Regions from separate parts of the Ovis aries genome. Here region 2 is linked to region 1. Evidence: chromatin contacts called from public Hi-C data. All regions are on one chromosome and are shown on one strand. The core of a region is the stretch at or near the end of the contact, and the rest is flanking DNA. Distances in the headings are between cores, read along the strand shown.

Region 1 (5,582 bases), core at 1,305-3,804:
CACTTTCGACTCTATAGCCCTTTAGGCTCCTCTGTCCATGGGATTTTCCAGGCAAGAATGTTGGAGTTGCCATTTACTTCTCCAGGGGATCTTCCTGACCCACAGATCCTACACTGCAGGTGGATTCTTTACCATCTGAGCCACCAGGGAAGCCCTAGGTGAGGCCCCTATAGCAGTCAAAGTCCTAAGGACAGAAAGTAGGTGGTGGGTGCTGGGAGCTGGAGAGGGAGAGAATGGGGAGTGAGCGTTAATGGGTGCAGAGTGTCATTTGGGGAAGATAGAGTTCTGTGGACGGATGGTGGTGATGGCTGCACATGCAACCAGTTAAGTGAATGTACTTGACACCTCTGAACTGTACAGTTAAAAGGAGTTAAAATGGTGGGGCTTTCCTGGTAGTCCAGTGGCTCAGACTCCATGCTTCCAATGTAGGGGGCATGGGTTCAATCCCTGGTCAGGGAGTTAGATCCCACAGGCCACAATTAAAGATCCTGCTTGCCACAACTCAGACCCGGCACAGCCAAATAAATTTTTTTTTAAGTAGTTGAAACAGTAAATTTTATGTTAGGTATATTTTACCACAATAAAAAAGTAAAATCTAAAAAAAATTTAATGAAGATAATAAAAAACAGCGCTGTGTGTTGTATACACGGACACATACCAATAAAAGGACTCACATTCAGCTTGCTAGGAGGGTGAGGACATAAAAAGGAATAAACAGACAAATAAGCCAAAGGGCTGCAATGCGGGGCAGACACTGACCTCTGCCCTGTCCAGAGAGGACACCCACGTTCTTACCAGGGAGGGAGAGGGCGACTGGCTGGGGAGACTGGATTTCCCCAGGAGCAGCTTTGCCAAAGGCAGGGGCTTCCTTGTGCCCACAGAGCCAGTAGCCCTTCCAACCCCCAGCCCCACCAGCACTTTAGTGCTGTCCACGGTTCCCTTCTCTGCTCCGAGGCTCTCGAAGCCTGTCCTTGCCTTGCCGGCCACCTGGGGCCACCCCTTCCCCCACACCCATGGTCAGTACACACTCCTGCCTGCTGGTGGGGGACTCGCAGCCGGCTCGTGCCTGCAGTAGGTGTTCAGTGCGTTTCTGTTGGGTGACAGTGAATGAATGATGGGGTGACTGAAAGGAGAGGCATTTTTAAAGGGAGACCCAGTGGCTGGAGGATCACCTGGAGGAAATGATCAGAACCCCAGAGGCGCTGGGGGCCGTAGCCTCAGCCCAGGGCCTGCCCAGGTTGTATCCAGGCCTCTGCTATTTGTGCCCAGGCCTGCTGGGGTCCCTGCCCAGGCCAGTGCCCCCTCCAGGGCTCAGGAAGAGCTCCTTCTGGACCTTTGGGTTTTTGTAGAAGGAAGCAGGGGTTGGCCTCCCACCAAAAGAGCTGATTCCCCCGACGTGAGAAGGCCATTCTGATGCTGGACAGCCTAAAATAAAAATGCCCAGCACCATCTTAGTGACCCTGTATGTTTCTCAACCCTGTGACCCCTCTTTGCTGAAGATAAATGACTACTGACCAGTGTCATGCTGTTCAGATTCTTTCCATGTTTCTTCCTGGTTTCCGGCTGTCAGAACTGTGCTGTGCACAGAGAAAACCTTCTTCCAATACCTTACAGAGCCTCGTGTCTTTTTCTCAGGGTATAAAACTATATTCATTCTGTGAAACCTGGGACTAAGTCTTCACGCAAACATTGGCTCTAACAAATGAAAAGTGACTTCCCCAAGGACTGATGTGCAGGCCCCAGTCTGCCTACAGACCTGTTACAATGGGACACTGCTTAGCGCTTCATCCTTCACAATAAATGGCCAGGTGTGCAAACAGCCTCAGAGTTGTCCGGAGGTCAAGGTCAGCTGTGGTTTGGGCAGGGTGGGCAGTGACTGGCCGGGAGGTGTCTTGGTCTGTGGGCCTACGGTTGGGCAACTCCACAGTCGATGCCCTGGATGATGAAATGGGGAGTTTGGCAGCAGCCCTTGGTCCTGAGCTGGAATTTCACGTGCAGGTGACCCCAAGAGCCGCAGTCAGGCGGGAGGAAGCGGGGCACCAGGAGGCCTCTGTGGGAGAGCCTTAGGGATGATGGAAAATAGGGGTGGGGGTGGGGGAGGGTGGGTATAAGGCTTGAGGTGAGTGCATGATCTGTCACTCCTGCCCTGATTGATCCAGACTCGGGCAAGATAACCACTGTGGTGGAGACCAGGCAACTGCAAGGTGGGAGCAACGGAGAGCACACTCCAGAAAACGGGCTGGCTTGTCATCTCCAGGAAGCCGTCCTGCTTGGTGTCCCGAAAGGCCCAAGTGTGAGCTGGAGGGCTTTCAAGCAAGCCTGGGATTCTTTTCACAAGTTAGAGGTTCTCCATTTGAGAGCACCTGCCCCCGGCTGTGCGCCCAGTCTGCAAGGACACCCCCTGGGACAGTGCAGGAGTCCAGGAGGACAACCCAGCCAGGGCTGCGGGGCGCAGCTGCCCACGCGAGGGGCTGCCAGCCAGCCAGGAGCCGCCTCCCAGGCCCAGCTGCAGGGCTGGGTTTCCTGCAGAGCGCGATTCTGGAGCCGGGCCGCTAAGCCCGTGACGCGTGTTTATGGTTCTCACTGCCCCCGGGGACAGCTGCAGGCCTCTCCGCCCGGCCCGGGCCTGGTCGAGGGCTGCTGGAGTTGGAAACCCTGGCAGCTGCTAATCCCCTAAAGCCTCCCCAGCTTTGAGCAATCGGAGCTGTTTGTTCTTCTCAGTAAACAGCTGTTCTCCCAGTGACTGCCCAGATCGTGTTAAATATTAACAAAGCTGCCTCCACAGCCCCTCGCTGGGCGTCTGCTTTAAATATTTAAGTAATTGCCTTTCGGTCCCTGAGTGACTTTGGCTCAAATTGCTCTGTCACCGCACTTGCCTCCGGGTTTATGGAGCATCGGGAAGTGCCAGCGCTCCTGTTCTCTCTCCTCTGCTGTCTGTCCCCTCTGGACATCACTCAGGCCCTGGGTCAGATGTGAATGGCCAGGATGCGCCCCGCCTCCCTCTCACATGTGCGTGTCTGTGCATGTTTGCACGCCCATGTGTGCGTGTGTGCGTGCGCGCATTCTTGTGTGCGTCTGTTCATGCGCGCACAGGTGCTCAGGTGCGCGCTCCTGCGATCCGTCCTCTCGGGGGCCGGGCATCTCCGTCCTAGTGCCCTGTGACCTCTAAGCCGTACTCTTGTTTGCTCTTCATCCGCGTCGGGGTTCATCTGAGACCTGTGACTCCTCTACTGAAGGCTCACTGCGAAGATCAGGAAAAAGGATTAGGAGCTCAGAGAGCAGCCACAGCATCGCTGCCGGCAGAAAGGGGCACAGAGCTCAGGGCTCCTGGGAGCTCGGGCTATGCTGTAGTTTCTGTGTCCGCATGGCCTCTAGTCATAACCACACGCCTTTGGAACGTCCTCCCCGAAACCACAGATTCACTTGGATTCAGCTGTGGATCTGGCTCCAAACAGGCACTATGGGGGAACCACAAGGCAATGAGCTTCTCTAGCTTCCTCCTTCCTTGGCTGAAGGTTGGGGATGAAACCACTGAAGGTCTCCATAGAAAACGTGGGAAATTCTGGCCCCTAGCTGGGGTCTTCTATCCCCGCGGGAGCCGATGGAACTCTCCGTGGATAACAAATCAGCATCCTTCTCCAACGTGGGCTGGACATTTCTCACCTAGTTTTGTGAGATCTTGTGACAGTTGTGTGCATCCTACCAGCTACTAAAATCTTCTCAAAGTTAAACCAATTGAAATCCATTTTATCTCAAGAGCTACTATTAAGCTCTCAGAGTAAAATGAACTTCAATTCACTTTAATTTTCAAAAGAAATTATCTTTTAAAAATAGATATAATTTTAAAAATTACTTTTTTAACCAGGGAGAATGGGGTCACAGTTGCAAAACTGCAATACTGCTGTGGCCCAGGTGTATGGCATCACCTGTCCTACAGCTGCTTCCCGTGGGCAGAGCCTGTTGTAGGCGCAGCCAGCAGCACATGAGCCTGTGTGGGAGTCATGGGCCCCAACCATGCAGGCATCTCTGCTTCTCACGCCCCTCCTTCCTAAATGGAGAAAATAGAATGCCTGTCTCTTAGTGTTTGGAGATTACAGTAGACCCCATCTGTGAAGTGTGGTGCCTGGACACGGTGAACCAGCAACGTAAGCGCTGGAGCCACAGCCGTAACCGCAAGCTGGAAAGAAGCGTTGCGTGGGTGGAACAGGAATTGTCCAGGGTGCACATGGGGGTCACTGGGAGACGATGAGCTGGCTGCTGTGGTCCAGGCCGGCCTGGAAGCAGGGGGCATTAGCAGTCAAAAATTTTGAAAAAAACAAACAAACAAAACACGAAATGATTCTTTAAGCTGGAAACCAGGTGGATGGGTATGAACAGAGGAGAAAGGACAGAAGAGTCCAGCCCGGGACATCACCAGAGGGAGGCTGCAGGCTGCTGGTACCCCCCCCCCCCCAACCAGAGGGGCACAGGCTGCCAGCTGGCAGGTCAGGAGGTGGGAGAGGGGAAGGTTGAAAAGTGCAGGACTCATTGGAAATTTGCTTATGAAGTAGCTCAATCTGGCCATTCCCCACCCCAAGGCACAGAACAACGACAACCTCAGGCCGCAAAATGGGCTCTTATTTAGAGACATTGAACAAGCTTTCCGATGTGCAAGAATTAACTCTAAAGCTATGCTTCTCAAAACATGTTCCCTACCAGCAGCATCAACATTACCTGGGAACTTGTTAGAAATGCAGGTTCCGAGGTCCACCCCATACCTGCTGAATCAGAAGCTCTCAGCCTTGGGGCCCACTGGCTGTATTTTAACCAGCCTCCCCCCACCTCACCCCCACCAGGAGGTGAAAGCCACACACTGTAGGCTGAGGATCTTTGATCTAGAACAGAGCTTCTCATCCTTGTCTGCATATCGGAATCACTTTAGAAAATGCTGATGCCTGGGGCCCCACCCCCTAAAAAGATTCTGACTTCATGGGTTCTGCACATCGCCCAGGCATCAGGATTTTTAAGACATCCACCAGCCAGGACAGCAACCCACTCCAGTGTTCTTGCCTGGAGAACCCCAAGGATGGGGGAGCCTGGTGGGCTGCCGTCCACACAGAGTCGGACACGACTGAAGCGACTTAGCAGCAGCAGCAGCAGCCAGGACAGAGAACCACTCCAATAGGCCTTCCTGTTTCTCACACATCAGCCGTCAGCCCAGTTGCTTAGGCCTGAAGCTTCTCAGCCAGAAGCCCTGCCCACTTAGATCTCACTGTCACCCTCCTCAGCTAAAGGAGAGGACTAGTAGAGTCCAGACTGACTGCAGCCACAGGAGAACCACGTACCAAGCACCCAGGACCACTGGTCTGGAGCGCTGCTCTCAAACATGAAAGGAGATATAATGGTCCCAGACACATAAGAGAGACCTGCCATGTGAATGAGAAATAGGAAGATAAGCAAGCAAGCCAGCCCTATAGGAAAAGAAACAACGCAGGGATCACAAGATAATTCCTAAAAATTCTCATATCCTCAAAGGGATATGAGAAGTTATTAAATCTGTGAAACAAAAACCAATACTATGAAAAGGAAATAATTACATAATC
Region 2 (5,582 bases), core at 2,235-4,734, 100 kb after region 1:
GTGGACACACAGTGTATGGTTCTGAGTTCGCTTTATGGGTGGGTACAAGGATGGTTGGATGCATGGTGGGTGGGTGGACAAACAGAAGGAGATAGAATCAAACACTATGCTAATCCCATTCTTCCCTCACAGCTAAGAGGAAGTTTGTGTTTATGAAGGGCACTTATGTGCCTCCTCCCACCTGGCTGTGTGGGGCTGTGGTTATACCTGTGTGTGTTCACACCACGGAGTTGGAAGGACACTTTTCACAGGCGCTGGTGCATTTTTTTTCCTCTCAGAAGCGAAGCCAGGTGGTAACGGCTAAGTCGCATGGGACGGGCCATTGGAGAAGAGTGAGCAGACCCCATGCCCATGTCACCGTAGGGCTGAGTGCAGAGTGCATGGCCAACATAGAGACACGTGGGGGTCCTTGCAGCTGGTGGTGGGGGCAATGCTGAGGTTCGCAGGGGCTCCTCACCTGTCTAAGCTCAGAAGGGAGTTGCTGCCGTACCCTCCACAGTTTTTCTTAAGCACGCAGAGGTCTGTCTTGTGAGAATGGCATGCTTGTTTGGAGTTACTGTTCCCACAGGGAGAGTCACAGTGAAGGGCATGCTATTTGCATGGGGGACAGCCCCCCAATAGAGATGTGCATGAGAACAGGATGGGATGGTGGGATTCTTTGTCATTTATTTATTTGGCTACGTGTCTTTTATTTGTTTTAATTAATTTGCTTACCTGGCTGCATCTGGTGTTAGTTGCAGCACACAGACTCTCTAGTTGTGCTGAGTGGGCTCAGTAGTTGCAGCGTCTGGGCTCTCCAGTTACAGCGCTCAGGCTCTGGAGCATGTGGAATCTTAGTTCCCCAACATGGGATGGAAACCTTGTCTCTGGCATTGCAAGGCAGATTCTTGCAGGGCTGTCCCTGGATGGGAGGTTTCTTGATTCCCTTTCTCTTACCCAGCAGGTTGCTTGGCCTCCCCACCAGCAATAGAAATGGATCAGAGGCCAGACAAGAGATTCAGGCGAGACTTTGTTGGGGCCCCCGCTGCAGCAGAGAGAGCAGGAACAAACAATCGGCTTCCCTGCTTGCTTGCTTCCCGATGTGGGTGGGGTGGGGGGAGCTGGTTCCTTATATGGGGTGAGGGTCAGGGTGTGTTCAGGGTCAGGCTAAAGGGGTGGCTTAGGTGGTCCGCCCGCCCCTTTGGTGGTGTGGAGTGCAAGGGGCATGTGCAGTCCCCTGCTTCTGTTCCAGGCTCTTATCTTGTTGGGAATTTCCCCCAACCGTGCATGCATGCAGTTATTTTTAGTCCCGTACACTTTCTCTGTATCTTGTTGCTGGAGGAGAGGTTTGTGCAGGTACAAGCACCGCAGTGAAGGGCCTCAGGCCCCTGCGTGTCTCATTTCCGAGGAATTTTGGAGAACTAAGTGGCTTCTCAATTATTAAAACTATGGCAGAGGTGAAATAGGAGACGTAACCTGTGTTTTGGGGTTGGGGTGGGTGGGTAGGGGGATTCACTCTTTTCTAGTGTCTAAATTGTAAACCTTTTAAAGGTATTCAACTCAACTGCTCCAACCTTCCTTTCAGAACTACTGAGTGTGACCCTGTGTCCAGGAACGTGGAGATGCCCACCTGGTGGGCCTCTGGCCCATGGCCCCAGCAGGGCCAGACATGGGGGCCTGGCTGTGAGGCTGCAGGAGACAGCTGGGCAGGACTTGAGGCGGGCCCCAGCTGGCTCCTCTTTGGCATCTGTGGTGTTGCGCTTGTGCCGTGTGGGTGGGTTCTAGGCACTGTGTTCACTCTGGGTCTGCGGGCAGGGGCTCCTGGTCATCAGTTGTGGCCCCGAAGAGGGAAGGAACTCTCACAGGCAGTGCCAGTTAACTTTTTTCAAATTAAAAATCCCTTTTATGCAGAGTTTCTTAATCAGCTCCTGGCAGAGCTGCTGTGGGAGCATCCTGCCAACAGAGAAGAAGGAGAGAAAAGGTAAACAGCCACACATTCCAGTGCCTGCAAGGCCCACGTGATTGCAGTTGTTTCCCACAGTTCTTATTAAACATTTAGCCCCAGGGAGAGCATATAGACAACAGAACCAATGACAAATTCAGAATCGCAACTGAAACGCCTCCATTTAAATCAGTCTAGTTTTAATGCAAACCAAATCAGTTAGCTGTCAGTCTGACTAATATTTACTCTACCAAGTCACTGTAATCAAATATCAGGTAAAATTAGCCATTTTACGGAGATGTTTAGTGTTCTTTTCCTGCAATGCACTAGGACACTTTCCCACATTAGCAAAGTGTTTTGTGACACCTTCACGATCAGAGAGTTGTGTAATTAATATTAAAAAAGGGAAGAGATGATTTAATACTATCCAGAGTCATTGGAATGCAGTTGTCATCCTGTTTGAATGACCAAACTGGAAATGAATGTTATAGGGCTTAGGATAAAGTTCAGTCAAATGCAGATGGTATTTTACTTTAATTAGCTCCAGTCCCTATTGTATACAATTGCTTTGATAAGTGATGGAATTTAAAGCCCACCCCTACTTCTCCTAAAAGCTGATAGAGTGTACATTTGTTAAACAGAACCGAACAGAACACCAGCGGGAGGGAAGATTGAAGACTTCAGTCACATGCATGCACATACTTTAGGCATCTCTGCTCTGACCCTGTACCAGCGTTGTACAGTTGTCCCTAATCACCTTTGCTTGATGTTTTAAACCGCCTTTGAAAAGGGCCATTTTGCTGGAAGAGCTTGGTGGGCCAGCCCTCTCTCTTCTTGGGAGAATAGCCAGCCTGCTCTCCGGGTGCGGTATCAGTCGCTGGGTTTCTCCAAAAGGCTGTCATTTAAGCCAACTGAAAGCATTTGTTTTTAACTTGTTCTTTCGCCAAGAGTCTGGAGCAGGGTGGATGTTACAGAAGCACCAGCCAATAGCTGTAAGGGCTCCCAAATGTTTTAAAAATTACTTGTTCTGACTATGTTCCAAGCTGGCTGATAGTTGGATGTTGCGTCTTCCAAGCCTTACATTTTAGAGTGGTGACTCTGGCTCAGCCCTCCCACTGTCTGCTCAGCCAGATCAATGACGGAAATGGAAGGATAAAGATGTTGTCAGGGGCCCTCGGTGGCTTCCCATGGAGTGGTGGGAGGCTTCGAGTTGATTCTCTGCTCCAGTCCTTCAGCGCCTGGGAGCTGGGAAGTGATTTCCAGGACCAGGGTGGGCATGCTGTTTGTGGGACAGGACTTTGCCCCAGAGCTTCATCAGCTTCAGCTTCTCCTCCAGCAGTGATGCAACAGTGAAGCTGATCTTTCCATTAACCACAGAGGGACTTTTATCTGTGCTTTGTGTGCTAGAGCCACTGGGTGTGCAAACAAACAAAGTTCCTGGCAAATACCAGCACGTGGACAGGAAGTGACTGCATTGATCTGGGGGTTGATGAACTGTGGGATGGGCTGGGGGTGGAGGGGATGGGTTGGGCTGGGGAGTGGGGTAGACTGCCACACACAGCCCGATGGGCCCACCCATGTGGGGCGGGGAGGCCTTCAGCTGTCTGTACATTTCAGCACAACCCCGCTGGGTCTAGTGGACTGGCTGCTATGAACTGGCAAACAGAATTTTCAAATAGGCTTTAAAAGGTGGTGCTTTATGATTTCACCAGGAGGCTCACACTTCCACTTATATGCCTCAAGAAGTCCCACAATCCCACTTACATGCCTCCAAGAGTCCTACAGTCACTGTGTCCCAAAGCCGAGTAACATCCCAACCACAGCTCTGTCTCGGAGAGAAGCCGCGCCTCCCCCACTCTCGTTCCTCTGCCTGGGCAGCCCCGTCCTGCCTTGTCCTGAGTCCCCACCTGCACCCCTGCTCCAGCCCTTCCTCTATTGCCTGGATGCCGCACAGCCCCTTTCACTGGCCAGCTGTGGGCATCCTTGCCCAGCCCTTATTGTGGTCCTGCTCAGGCCCCCTGGTCTGGCCTCCCTGCGGCCAGGCTGGGCATTGTGATCCTCACCGGATGACATCTACACTTCCTCCAGCAGCCTGTGCACACCCTGCCTCCCCTGGTGTCTCTCCAGTCTCAGCCCATGCGCCCTCCCACTGGGAGCTGGCTCAGGGTGCTGCTCTAAGTGGTGGGAGGTCCATGCTCTGGGTCTGTGAGGTCCCTGGGACTCCTGGAGTGGAGGGGTCCAGGCTGTTTAGATATTGTCCCTGCATGAAAGCCACATGGCCAGAGCTCATCCGGCCATGTTTGGAGCTGCCCACTGCTGCAGGGCACGCACTGTCTTACCAGGCTTGGGAACCCACCGGCATCCTCCTCCCTGGGGTTCCCAGCACTGCGAGCCCATCCAGAGCAGCAGACAGGCCCTCAGCCCTCGGTCCTGCTCTTGTTCCTGTAAATCTGTTTCCAGCCACCCCAGAAACCAAGGACCCAAGCTCAGCGGAGTTTGGTGGGAGTGAAGAGGGCTTCGTTTGCTGGGAATCTGTTAGTGACCAGGACTAGCACAGGGCTGGTGGGAACTGCAGGTCGTTCCCAGGAGGCCTGGGATTCCAGGCCCAGGAGCTGCAGAGAGATGTGGGGAGAGAGGGACTGGGTTCAGATGCAAGTAGCCCATCTTGTGCCTGGGTGGTTGGGGGTTGGGGAGGGTGAGTCACGTTCTCAGGGCCTGGCCACCCTCACTTGCTTTCACTCCCAAGTCCGGCAGGCCACCTGGTGAATAGCAGATAGACCCTCAGTGTTTACTGAAGCAGATGTCAGTTTTCACAGGGTAGGTTCACATAGCAAGTTGTATCTGTTACTGTTTTCTCATAGACTTCTTTTTATGTAATGACTTTTTTTTTTAACAAGTGTAACTTTACATATTTTCCTATTTTTGTCTAATTTATGTTCCCTTGTTGTGGTGGCAATGAGGGAAAAAAGGAAACCTCCTTCATGCTGCACAGAGGTTGTGATACTGATCCTGAGGCAAGGGTGGAAATTTCTTGACGAGCTTATGCCAGCTGAGGCTGGCCTGCAGTCAGCCCTGGATGTGAGTTCTGGTGCCCAGACCGGCCCAGCATGGGGAGTGAGGAATCCAGCCCCTCCCTGCCCATCGTGCATCACCCAGGGATGTTCGAGAAAGGTGTCTCTGGGTCCCCGAGCCTGTGGCTCTGAGGGAGAAACGCCCACCAGGACGCTCGGGTCTGGCAGCGTCCCCCGCTGCCCAGTGATCCGGATTGCATCCCTGTCATTTGACTGCCGAATGCCCAACTTCAGAAGTACCTTGTGGCCTTGGTTACATTGTGACAGAAGCCCTAAAGAGGGCTTTAACTGACCAGACGGCACTGACGAGGGCCGGCCGGGCAGCCCTGTCTGGCTGGTGATCCTGGAGTCAGCACTCCGGCCCCCCGTCCCTTTTGTGATCCTTAGGGGCACAGGGCAGGTGGGAGGAGCTTCCCCTTTCCTTTCAGGAAAGTGAGAACTCAGATAATCAAGGACCCTGACCTCCTGAGTCCCGTCTTGTCTCCTGCATTTGCAGGGGGGTGGTGCCGGCTCATACCAGTGATGAGCAGTCACCTCTTGACCCCTGTCCTTCAACTTTGACAGGGAGGATTTGAGAGGTGGCCTGTGCT

The links. Hi-C and Micro-C count contacts between places; a contact is called where the count stands out from the background.
Region 2: a contact with region 1 is called in a Hi-C map of liver, with 4 times the contacts expected there. The contact joins two enhancer-like sites. A contact is called at or near these places in 3 of 16 Hi-C or Micro-C datasets (liver and mixed tissues).

Annotation. Positions count from the first base shown.
Region 1 is chr18:26,733,422-26,739,003 of ARS-UI_Ramb_v3.0, forward strand. No RefSeq gene overlaps it. Among named protein-coding and RNA genes, the nearest start is that of PCSK6, 47 kb to the right of the region's middle. Within about 2 kb of position 2,555, at least 27 of the 54 cell types and tissues checked have an H3K27ac peak or open chromatin away from gene starts, as enhancers often do. A contact at or near this core is called in liver, where this site is marked.
Region 2 is chr18:26,834,652-26,840,233 of ARS-UI_Ramb_v3.0, forward strand. All of the region lies in intron 2 of PCSK6 (proprotein convertase subtilisin/kexin type 6), which reads left to right. Among named protein-coding and RNA genes, the nearest start is that of PCSK6, 54 kb to the left of the region's middle. Within about 2 kb of position 3,485, at least 19 of the 54 cell types and tissues checked have an H3K27ac peak or open chromatin away from gene starts, as enhancers often do. A contact at or near this core is called in liver, where this site is marked.